Linked DNA regions of Zea mays: regions 1 and 2 are each linked to region 3. The links are chromatin contacts, called in public Hi-C maps. All regions are on one chromosome and are shown on one strand. Each heading gives the region's core, a stretch centred on a gene start, on an enhancer-like site or on the middle of the called end of the contact. The rest is flanking DNA. Distances are from core to core; before and after follow the strand shown.

Region 1 (3,277 bases), core at 766-3,265, 160 kb after region 3:
TTCAAATATATAGAACTCGAGACTACAAAATAGTTTCCAACAAGAGAGATCATGTTTTATAAATTTTGGGCAAATCGATATGGGAATCCAACCCTAATAAGCTCTCTAATTTTGGACCCGTTGCGCTCCGTCCTATCTCTGCATCCACGATCCTCACTCGTTAGCACGCCCCTACTCCTCAGTCCTCACCCGCCCCTCACTCAACGGGATTAACCCTGGGTTGACCCCATCCCTTAATTTTTGAGGGATGGTCTCATCCACTATTTTTAAAGAATATTCCTTGACTCTGACTCTGGACCTCTAAACCAAACATGAGTTAAGTTAGAATGATCTCACCTCATCCCTCTCTTCATCCTTCCTCATCCATTCATCCAAACACTACCTAAGTTATCAATCCATGTAAGGACATGTTTATATCCCATGAGCTAAAAATAAGTGAGTAAAGTTTAGAAACCATCAAATAAACAGAAATGACTATCATTTTAATTAGTGACTTTTAGCTTTTTCTGTTTACATCTGTAGCTCGTAAAATGACTAAAATTTAGCTCATTAGAAAAAAAGTGCTTACTTTGGGCTTCTCTACACCCAACAGGCCAAGAGTGCGTTATTTTGGCCTGGGACCCAAAACATGAGTCCAAAAGATAGATAGTACTTCCTCAATTTTAAAATAGCAATCATTTAGCTTATGTATATATTCATGTGGACGACAATAAATTTAGGTAAACATATAGAACACATACATTAACTATTGTATGAATATATAAAAAGATAAAATGAATTTAAATTTGGGATGGAAGGAGTAACAATTAAGCATATTGCTCTAGCTATAATAAGGAGCGGACCCATGTTGGTCTCAGCGAGGGCACAGGCTCCGGCTCAAAATTTGTTAACTATAGTTAGTAGACAAATTTTCACCATTAGTGTCCTATCTCAAGAAAATTAGAGGCCCTCACTCATGTACATGTTCAGCTAAATTTCATATGGGGCTAGAAGTATGCCCCGGCTTAGTTTTTTGGCTGGGTCCGCCCTGGCTATAATGGATTGAATTATATATCAAATTAAAGATCTTCAAATTTAATCTGACAACGAGACACTAAAGTGCATAAGCAATTTATGGTCAACTAGGATAAAGCATTCAAACGACACATCCAGATGCGATAAAGCAATCAGATCGAGCATGCATATGCAACTCACAGCCGACCGATCAAATGGAGAGATCCTCGAGCAGCTCATCGAGCTCATTGTCGTCGGACGGATTCAGCTCAATGCATCCGATAGCCATGGCAAGTTCTTCAATCTCAGCGCAGCTTCGGTCGCTGGCGCTGCCGTCCTGCCCCCGCATCATCTTCATGGCGCTGCCCATAGCTCTCCAGGTCGTGGTTGTTGCAAGAGCTGACGCTGCAGAGGTCGTACCCTAGCACATGCCACATGGTCCCCAGGCTCCAGCTGCCAGCCGATACGCGCGGACGCGCCTTCGCGGAGAAGACGGTGTCGTTCTTGCCAAAGTCCGACGCGCGGGCGACCTGGGCCCATAATGCGATCGGGTCCATCGGGCCGAGCACACCGAGCACGCGATGCTCCAGCTCCAGCTCCATGTTGAGCACGACGTACTCCACGAGCCGGCGGCTGCTGAGCAGGGGCTCAAACCTGTACTGGTCGTACTCCGCCATGCCCATCACGGCGAGGCGCATGCTGATGATGTCGAGTAGCGCGATCCGCCATGCCCATCACGGTCTCCGCGATGGCGTTGCGCGCGCGGAGGCAGTGCGCACAGAATTTGGCCTGGTTCGGCGCTACGATGCCTCAGGTCTGGCAGACGGACGTGAACGCTGCGGCGCCGGCAGCCTGCTGCTCGGGTGTGAAGGAGTAGGGACATGTTTGCCAGACAACGGCGATGGTGGAGATGGTTGGAGAAGAGGAGCTGGCGTCTAGATTACTATGTTCTACCTCTACTTATAAGGTTGCACGGTCCGTGCAAAATAATAGGTCCTGGGCCTTCTTTAAGATATAGGGGCCCAGTTGGCGTTCCAGACTTCGCCGTGTGCTCAGCTCAACTAAGGCCCGTATGTGAGTCAAGAAGCTCGGGATGGAGTCGGGAATCCATTCCTAGGCAGCTGGCCCAAGGCCAGTTTCAGACTTTCAGTTCGCTCTCGTCATGGTTCAGACAGACATTCGAATTCGATGGACCAGCACAGTCTGCAACATAGTACTAGGAACTTTCTTGTTGCAGTTAGAGCGATGAACCGTCTCAACAACAACAACAACAAAAAGGTTAGTACGATGAGACTGTTGACGTTTGAAATATTATATAGACATGATAATTAGATGAGTTGTATTAAAAGTCTTATTATTAGGCTTGATTTTGTTAAGAAACCATACCCTAAGGTTTGGTGGGCTCATACCAAATATAACTCGGAGGGTATCACATCTCTCTATACAAAACTTGTACCATCTCATATGAAATAGAGAATAGAAAGAGACTAGAAGCCCAACCCCACATATTGTCTCTCACGTGTTTCCTATGTCATTCTTCTCGGAAAGGATATAGATCTTCCACAACTTATCGCGCCTGATCTGCTGATGGGAAGAAAAGGAGCGGATCTGTTGATCCACGGTAACGTAGTTCTCAACACGTTATCAGTACGCTCTATCTCGACGTTGCTGCGAGATCATATCTGCATCAACTCTCTATCAAGACGGTAGTTTCTTTGGCCTAGACGAACTGTTCTACGCGACAATCTTCGATTCCTCTACGCAATGGCACGATATGTCATATGCAATTTTTTTCCCAATCTTCTCTTCTCGTTGAAGAGAAACCAAGGCATGCTTAGAACTGTCGCTGCACACGGCCACACGCCGCACCCGAGGCCTTGACCGCGCACCCGCTCTTGAGGCACACATGTCGGGACTATGCCGCGCACGGGCAGTCGTGCCTGTGCCGGAAGGAAGGAGTCCAGCGTGGCATGGACCCTATGAATGACCTCACTGTCGTGGAGAGACTTGAGGTGCTGAGCCTCTCGCCCGGCGAACCACTTCCACCTCGGAGGCTGCGCCGCCCACAGAAGTTTTCGTGCCCGCGCTAGCAAGCACGCCAATGCCGGAGAAGCGCCCGCGATGAGCCCGCGGCGATGAGGGTCAGCCCCTGTTTTTCGTACGTTCTAGAAGACAAGGACATGACCGCGTGCATGGCCGCATGCAGCTAGGGCTCGATATCGAGCCAGCTCGGCTCAGCTCGTTTGAGTTCGAGCTGGCTCGGCTCGTTAAGTTGTCTCGTTTA
Region 2 (3,438 bases), core at 334-2,833, 240 kb after region 3:
GAAGTGAAAGCACAGAAAATATGTTTTGTTTTGATAAAACAGATCTTAAGGTCTTCCATTAGTCTGAGATTGCAAAGATCGACATGTTTCATCAGCAGTATGTGAAAAGAATAAGAAATGAACAGGTTGGTTCCATGGAAAAGCCAGGGCTCTGACATATTTGGGATCGCATTACATGAAATTGACCTTATTTCCAAAATTTCCAAACATTACGTTGTTGCTGCAAAGACGAAAGTGCGGATTTGTCCTGATTGACAATCCAATGCGCTACCGGTTGAGATATGAAGCCTGAAGCGGTCTGGATGATATGAGATAAGCACAGTTAGGCGGGCGTACCACATCAGATATGACAACTTCAATCTCTTTGAAGAAATTGTCCCCTCTCTTCTGGAACTCAGCCACGGTCTGAACAAAAGGTGAAATAGTGCAAAAGGAGCCAGATTAGAACTACACAGCTCGACGCAGTTGATCATGAGAACTGTGAATAAGTTGTGTTGGTCAAACTTTCTTAGACTTGATTAGATTTATAATAAGTATTAGCAGCATTAGAAACTCTTTGGTAAGCTACATCGTCGTCGTCACCTGTTTACGAACAGAGGGAGTTTTTTTTTTCTTCATAAAAAAATAAAATAAAAACAGAATGGCAAGGTGACCTTGGCGACGAGACCGATGCCGCACTCTATGCCGAGCTTGGTGAGGAAGAGCTCGTCGGCGAGGAGCCTCTCCCTGAAGCCCTGGAACTGGAGGAGCCATCGGAAGAAGCCGTTGGCCTCGAGTTCGGTGAAGCGGCGCACGATGTCGGCCCCGATGCGGCCGCTGTCGACGGCGGCGGCGAGATCGGACGGCAGGCTGTCGAGCTTGCGGCCCAGCTGCGCCAGCACGAACAGCGCCTCCCCGCGGGCGTCGCCGCCGCCGGGCGCGTCATCGCCGTGGCCGGCGTCGTCGCCATGGCCGCCGTCGTCGCCGCCACCCTCGCCGCCGTGGTGGTTGTGGCCGTCGTCGTCATGGCCGCCGAAGCCGGCGCCGCCGCCGCCGACGTCGGAGGCTGCGGCGTCGGCGGAGGCGGAGGGTGGTGGCAGGAGCGCGCGCGGGAGGGGCGTGCCCGGGGAGAGGCTGGTGCGCGCAATGCGGAGGCGCAGCGGCGGCGGGAGGGCGGCGCGCGAGAAGGGGAGCAGCGGGAGGCGGCCGGGCGCCTTGGTCGGGAGGTGCAGGTGCAGGGGCGTGGGCTGCGCTGACGCGGCGGAGAGCGACGACGGCGAGGAGGACGGCGGGAGGGCCATGGTGGGTAGCTAGCTAAGGCGAGCGGGGGTAGCTCACCGCGGGGCGCGAGAGGGAACGCTGTACGCGGTGGGGTGGGGGGTTATGTACGAGGACGAGGAGTTGGCGCTGGGCGGGCGGACGCAACGAGGCGGCGAGGGAAGAACGTTGGTGCCGCCGTCAAAGCCTTGATCAGCCAACGAGGTTACTCACGTTAACGAGGGAAGCAAAGGCGAGCGCACACGACGAGGCGATTGGTTGCACTTGCACGCATGCCCCGCGCCGCGCTCCACCAGCCAGGGTTCCGTTTTCGTCACCCGACGCGCGCCGGGCCGAATTTTAAAGATGCTGCGGGTGGCCGGCCGGTGGGACACGCTCTTATCCCTCGCCTCGGCCTCTCGGTCAGAAGCCGTGTGGCCCGTGGCCACACTCCGTCTCCGGGCCGCGGATTGGGTAAGGCTTGGTTGGTGGGCTGCTGCGGCCTGTCATTGCGGACTCGCGTCGCCTGCTCCCACAGTCCACAACTTTTTCGTCTTAGTGGGACGAGATCCGCTTTATCGGACGATTGATGGTAATATAAAGTGTACAATGATAATAACAATAAAAAAAAAAGCTACCAGTGGGCACAGCTGCTCGAGGAGCCATACATGTCGGCCTACACTTGCAGAGATAAGGGACATCTATCTAGCTAAATTGTGAGCCTCACACACAACACACACATGAGCTTTCTCCTATCCGGGATTTCCTTGAGGTCGAGGAATCGTCATGGACTCATGGTCATGGCACAGGTAAGTTAGTAAGCTTACCTTTTCACCACAACTGAAGCTTAACACCATGGTGTCACGGCTTTTCCGGATCTTCCTGGTGGGCCGCACTGTTGTGTTTTTTTTTGTATGGTGGGCCGTTGGTATTCTTCAACACCGGAGGACGGAGAAGCCCACGTATTCGGCCCGAGAGGTCCACCATGTTACAGCTTTTGCAATCGTGGCTCGTTGAATCAGGGCCGGATGAAATACTCGTGGCTCGTTGGCTCGCTCGGTTCATGGTCAGCTCGGCTCGGCTCGGATCGACCCTTTTGAATTTTTTCACGAGCTGAGCTGACATTCTAGCTCGGTTCATTAACGATGCAGCTCGGTTCGTTAACGAGCCAGCTCGCGAGCTAAACAAGTTATCATATTTCAGCAAAACGAAACTATATGCATATCATTTACAGAATAATTGATGAACACGTTATATAAATGTGAGGTCTATGACCTATGAGTTAAACTAATGATTAATGACCTATGTCTATGTGTTAATTTGGTCCATGCAAATATAATTGTAGGTTAAACTGATGAACATGTATGTGATTTGTGAATTGATGAGTGACTAATTGTGCTAATTTGGTGTTACATTGACGTGGTTTGTGAAACTATGAGTATAATTACTACTTTCTATTATTAAATTAGTTTAAGATTAACTAAAAATTAATTATTATGTACATATTATTTTTTCTGCTCTGGCTCGCGAGCTAAACGAGTCGAGTCGAGCAGCCGAGACGAGACGAGCTGGCTTGTTATCCACCCTAATCGGAATGCCGCGGTGTCATGTGAGCCAGACAAAACGATTGAAACAGACAAAAAGCAAAGGGGCCTGGAGATCCGCCGGTCGGCACGGCAGCATATGGCCGTTAATTACCATGTTGGTTTGCTACTAGTACGTACGTCGTTGCCCTCTTGTCTGCACCTCCGGTCAGCAAAATTCTCTAGTCACTGTGCGACACCGCGTGTCCCGAGACGAACATTTACATAGGAAAATGCACCAGTACCGCTGCCCCCAATGTTGGTTTGCGTTGCCTTCCAGTTTCAAACTCTCATAACCACGGGTAGATTGCACACTGACAGGTCAAGCTAATAGGAAGGACCACCGGACCCAGATAGAAACAAACAGTATCGACACTGAATATAATATGCACGGGCGCCAGCAGGGAAGCAGGCGCATGAGTGAACTCCGGACTTGCACAGATGTTTTCTCTGATGCATGGAAATTCTCTAGTCACTGATGCTGGCTGTAAAAGACGAGGGTTATTGATTGCTTAGGTAAAATAGGGTTGATTCAAGGCAAAATGGATTGATTATTCATAGTGTTCGTCATCAAGTTACACAGCTAAATTAAATATAACTCTTAAGCCTGGACATGATG
Region 3 (3,394 bases), core at 61-2,560:
GAAGTGTCAATATATATAATTAGACAAGGCTGGTGCATAAGACATGTACACGTACACACCTGAAACTGCCTCCAATGCAGTTGGAAGGGCCTCCATCCACAATTTTGAGCGGCCAACAAGTTTATCCAAGCAACTTTTAATTAGGTGAAATGCTGAGACAATGGTATCATCAGGCTTCTTCTCATCATAAGGCAGGTAAGCAACTACCAAGGATACAAGACTCTCCACCTCAGATTCAACACCTTCAGCCTTCAGATGATCCAACAAGGTTACCAAAAGCCTTATAGTGTGCCTCGTGAGTGGGGTAAAACAAGGGTTCAATAACTGATAAGCATCCAAGAACACATTCTTCCTTGCCTTCTTTGATAGATATGGAACTAAATTCACCATTGTACCTAGCATATGAGCTGCTTCTGTCTCTTTACCCTCAGAAATATCTGAATTCAAATGGACAATACTTTGGACTGAAGAAATGTGCTTCTCGAACATGCAAGTTGCAGCATTGCTAGCTTTCTTCGTGCAATCACACTGTGCCAAGTAAGCAAACAGCTTCTCAACACTCTCCTGCGCGCATTTTCGAACCTAGAAAGCAGCGATTGACATCCACATGAGCGAGGTTGCAAAAGGTCTATTGCTGATTCAGCAATTCCTAGTACTACTGGATACTAGTTATCTCGCTCACCTTGGCTCGCTGGTCCACAGAAGCCGCAAGGAGAGCTTCCAGAGAAGCCGCCACAGCATCCCAATCGGCTGCTGCATCGAGATGGAGGGTCACGTGGCCGAGGGACTTGACTACCGAGCGCACGGTGCCTGTCGGGAGCCGGGAGGCGTCGGGGGACGACAGAAAGGCGGCGAGTGCGGAGGCAGATTCGGAGGCGGCGTCTGGCGGGAGGGGCGACGGGGAGGATGGGATGTGGGGCAGCAGGGTGACAAGCAGAGAGGCGAGGGCGGCGGCGGCGGCGGGGTCTGCAGACCCGGCGGCACGAAGGGCGGAGACGGCTGCGGGAAGGTAGGACGCTGGGGTAAGGGGCAGGCCGTCGTCGAGGAGGATGGACCGGATGGCGGCGGCTGAGGCGAGGAGGTGACGGTGCTGCGGGGCGGACGAGCGGCCGTAGCGAGCTGTGAGGGCGGCGCAGGCGTCACCGGAGAAGGACTCGAGGGGGAGCGTGGTTTGAGTGGGCTCGTCGGCGTCAGAGTCGAGGTCCGCGTTGGCGGCGGCCGCCAAGGCTCTCTGCTTCCGCTTCATGGCCGCGGTGCTGAGAACTGAGAGGCCGACCAAAGGGGTTTGGGAAGTTTTCTTCTCTTTTTAGAGATGGGTGCCCTAGGATTAAAATTTTGACAATTTAAACTGACCAAATTGGGCTTTCTTTTGAGCGGGGAAGTAGGATTAAAATTTGGACCATGTATTGATTCGGTTCAGACGATTTCATCTGTGTTTTTTTTTTGAAAAATAGCTTATTTCGACAAGCAAGGATACATTTGAATTAAGTTATTGTATGGGCAATTAAACTGATTTATTTTATTTTTGTCATTTTTAAAAATTTCCCTTTGCTGAGACTAAATCCGCGTAGCAGTATATGTCATTGTGTTGAGATATCACGTCACAAATAGTGTGAACGATATTGTAATCCTCACGTTGCACTAATGTTTAATGTTGGTGTCGTAGCTCATGGCGCCTACTCAAACGGCCTCAACTTGTTCCCTAACTAAGGCTAACCTCATTTGTTTCTCACCCCTATCCCTCTATCTCCCTCTACTCAATCGGTCAATCCTTCTAACCTTCTTTAGTTTGTTGAATCAACATTAGAATCATCTCATTGGTACCATAACTACTCTTGTTCCCTTCAACGAATTTAGTCAAAAACTCAGGCATTGTTTGGTTTCCGTCTCTTAAACTTGGCTGAAGGAATGACTAAAGGAGGCCTCATAAACTTTAGTCCTTCAATCGGCAACGTGTGATGAAAGTTGACCAAATTTGCACTTTTACAGAGTCTGTACCTCATCAGTCCAAAACGAGAGGCAGGCTAGAACTGAACCCCATGTATTAATTAGAGACAATTTTGTCTTCATATACATTAGCTAATGTTCTTTAGTTAGTTTTAATTTTTAGAACCAAACATAATATTCTATGGACTAAAGTTTAATCCTTCAAATTTAGAAGAGTGGCTAAAGGAATTAAATAGGGTCTTATAATGATTCGACTTAGAATAACTAAAATTTCACTATATCTCTACTATATAAAGCACCAGTTTCAATGGTCGTCCCGGGTCATCCTTCCCACTTAATACAAAAATAAAGTAAAATTGTGCACAAATGAGGGTTTGAACCTTGTTGGTTGGCTTCACATTAACATCCGTCTAACAAATACTCCCTCCGGTTTCCTATTAGTTGTCGTTTTGGATAAGATTCGAGTCAAACTTACAAAATTTTGACTACAAATAACTATTTTGTTATTTAGTTTTGGAACCTAATATTTATATGCACCAATTTGTCATAAAAAGTATTTTTATAAAAGTATAAATGTATTAAGAGTTCATTTGTATTTTAACAAAAAACATTAGTTAAAGTTATATTTTGGAGACCGTGTCGTTGTCCTAAACGACAACTAATAGGAAACCGGAGGGAGTAGAACACACACATTTTTGTGTCTTATTAAGACAAAGTCTACACATACGATATATAGAAACTGTGGCAATACACGGGCAACCGACTATTCAAAACATGAGGCTCATCTTGGATCTAAAGATTCTATAATTGTATTTTATTTTACTTGTGCATTAAGAGACATACAAGATGAAAACATAAAAGAACCCCATAAAGATTTACTAGCCAATCCTGGATATTGAGTTATGCTCTAAATTTTCAAGGATAATTCTAAAATATGCCAAGAGAACAGAAAATGAACTTAACAATGCATTTCACAAGAATGTTTCCTATGGTTTTTATTGCTCAACTTTTTTGGGACGCTTTCATGTCGATTTGATGGTCAAACCAAAACCTTTTCCAAAGTTCCAAAAATTAGTTGGTTTTCACTTGATATACTATGCCAACTATGTCTAATTTGTTGTTAACTTTGACCCAACGAAGATATAAGGTTAACATTTTCCCTGTTACTTTGAAAATGTCTTGCTCTTGTGTTCCTTCTTACTGAATACTGATGCAATAAATTTATTCTGTTTTATGACATAGTATTATCATTTGCAGATACATGTTTATCTTGAAACAAATGCATGGATGAACATATTATAAAGACTGCGTAAAAATTTTGTAATAAAAAACTTTTACTTTGTGAAATAGAAAAGGCTTAATTACAAACAAGAGATACCTGCGGCAGTTTTTTGTTCCTTTTTGTGATTGAAAAACTTAATTTAGTGTTGTCCCTTATTATATTGCA

The links. A called contact is a pair of places that touch in the nucleus more often than the background predicts.
Region 1: a Hi-C map of ear shows a contact between it and region 3, with 2.9 times the contacts expected there. The contact joins the enhancer-like site here to the promoter of LOC100277245 in region 3. A contact is called at or near these places in 5 of 25 Hi-C or Micro-C datasets (ear, leaf and tassel).
Region 2: a Hi-C map of ear shows a contact between it and region 3, with 4 times the contacts expected there. The contact joins the promoter of LOC100275802 here to the promoter of LOC100277245 in region 3. A contact is called at or near these places in 8 of 25 Hi-C or Micro-C datasets (bundle sheath, ear, endosperm and 4 more).

The regions. Positions count from the first base shown.
Region 1 is chr3:149,393,641-149,396,917 of Zm-B73-REFERENCE-NAM-5.0, forward strand. No RefSeq gene overlaps it. Among protein-coding and RNA genes, the nearest start is that of LOC541626, 36 kb to the left of the region's middle. Within about 2 kb of position 2,016, at least 15 of the 20 cell types and tissues checked have an H3K27ac peak or open chromatin away from gene starts, as enhancers often do. A contact at or near this core is called in ear, leaf and tassel, where this site is marked.
Region 2 is chr3:149,474,572-149,478,009 of Zm-B73-REFERENCE-NAM-5.0, forward strand. It overlaps LOC100275802, which reads right to left and starts at 1,584. Exons shown (of 8, transcript NM_001371517.1): 1 at 654-1,584; 2 at 337-405. The coding sequence starts at 1,280.
Region 3 is chr3:149,230,027-149,233,420 of Zm-B73-REFERENCE-NAM-5.0, forward strand. It overlaps LOC100277245, which reads right to left and starts at 1,311. Exons shown (of 19, transcript NM_001361287.1): 1 at 683-1,311; 2 at 60-582. The coding sequence starts at 1,246.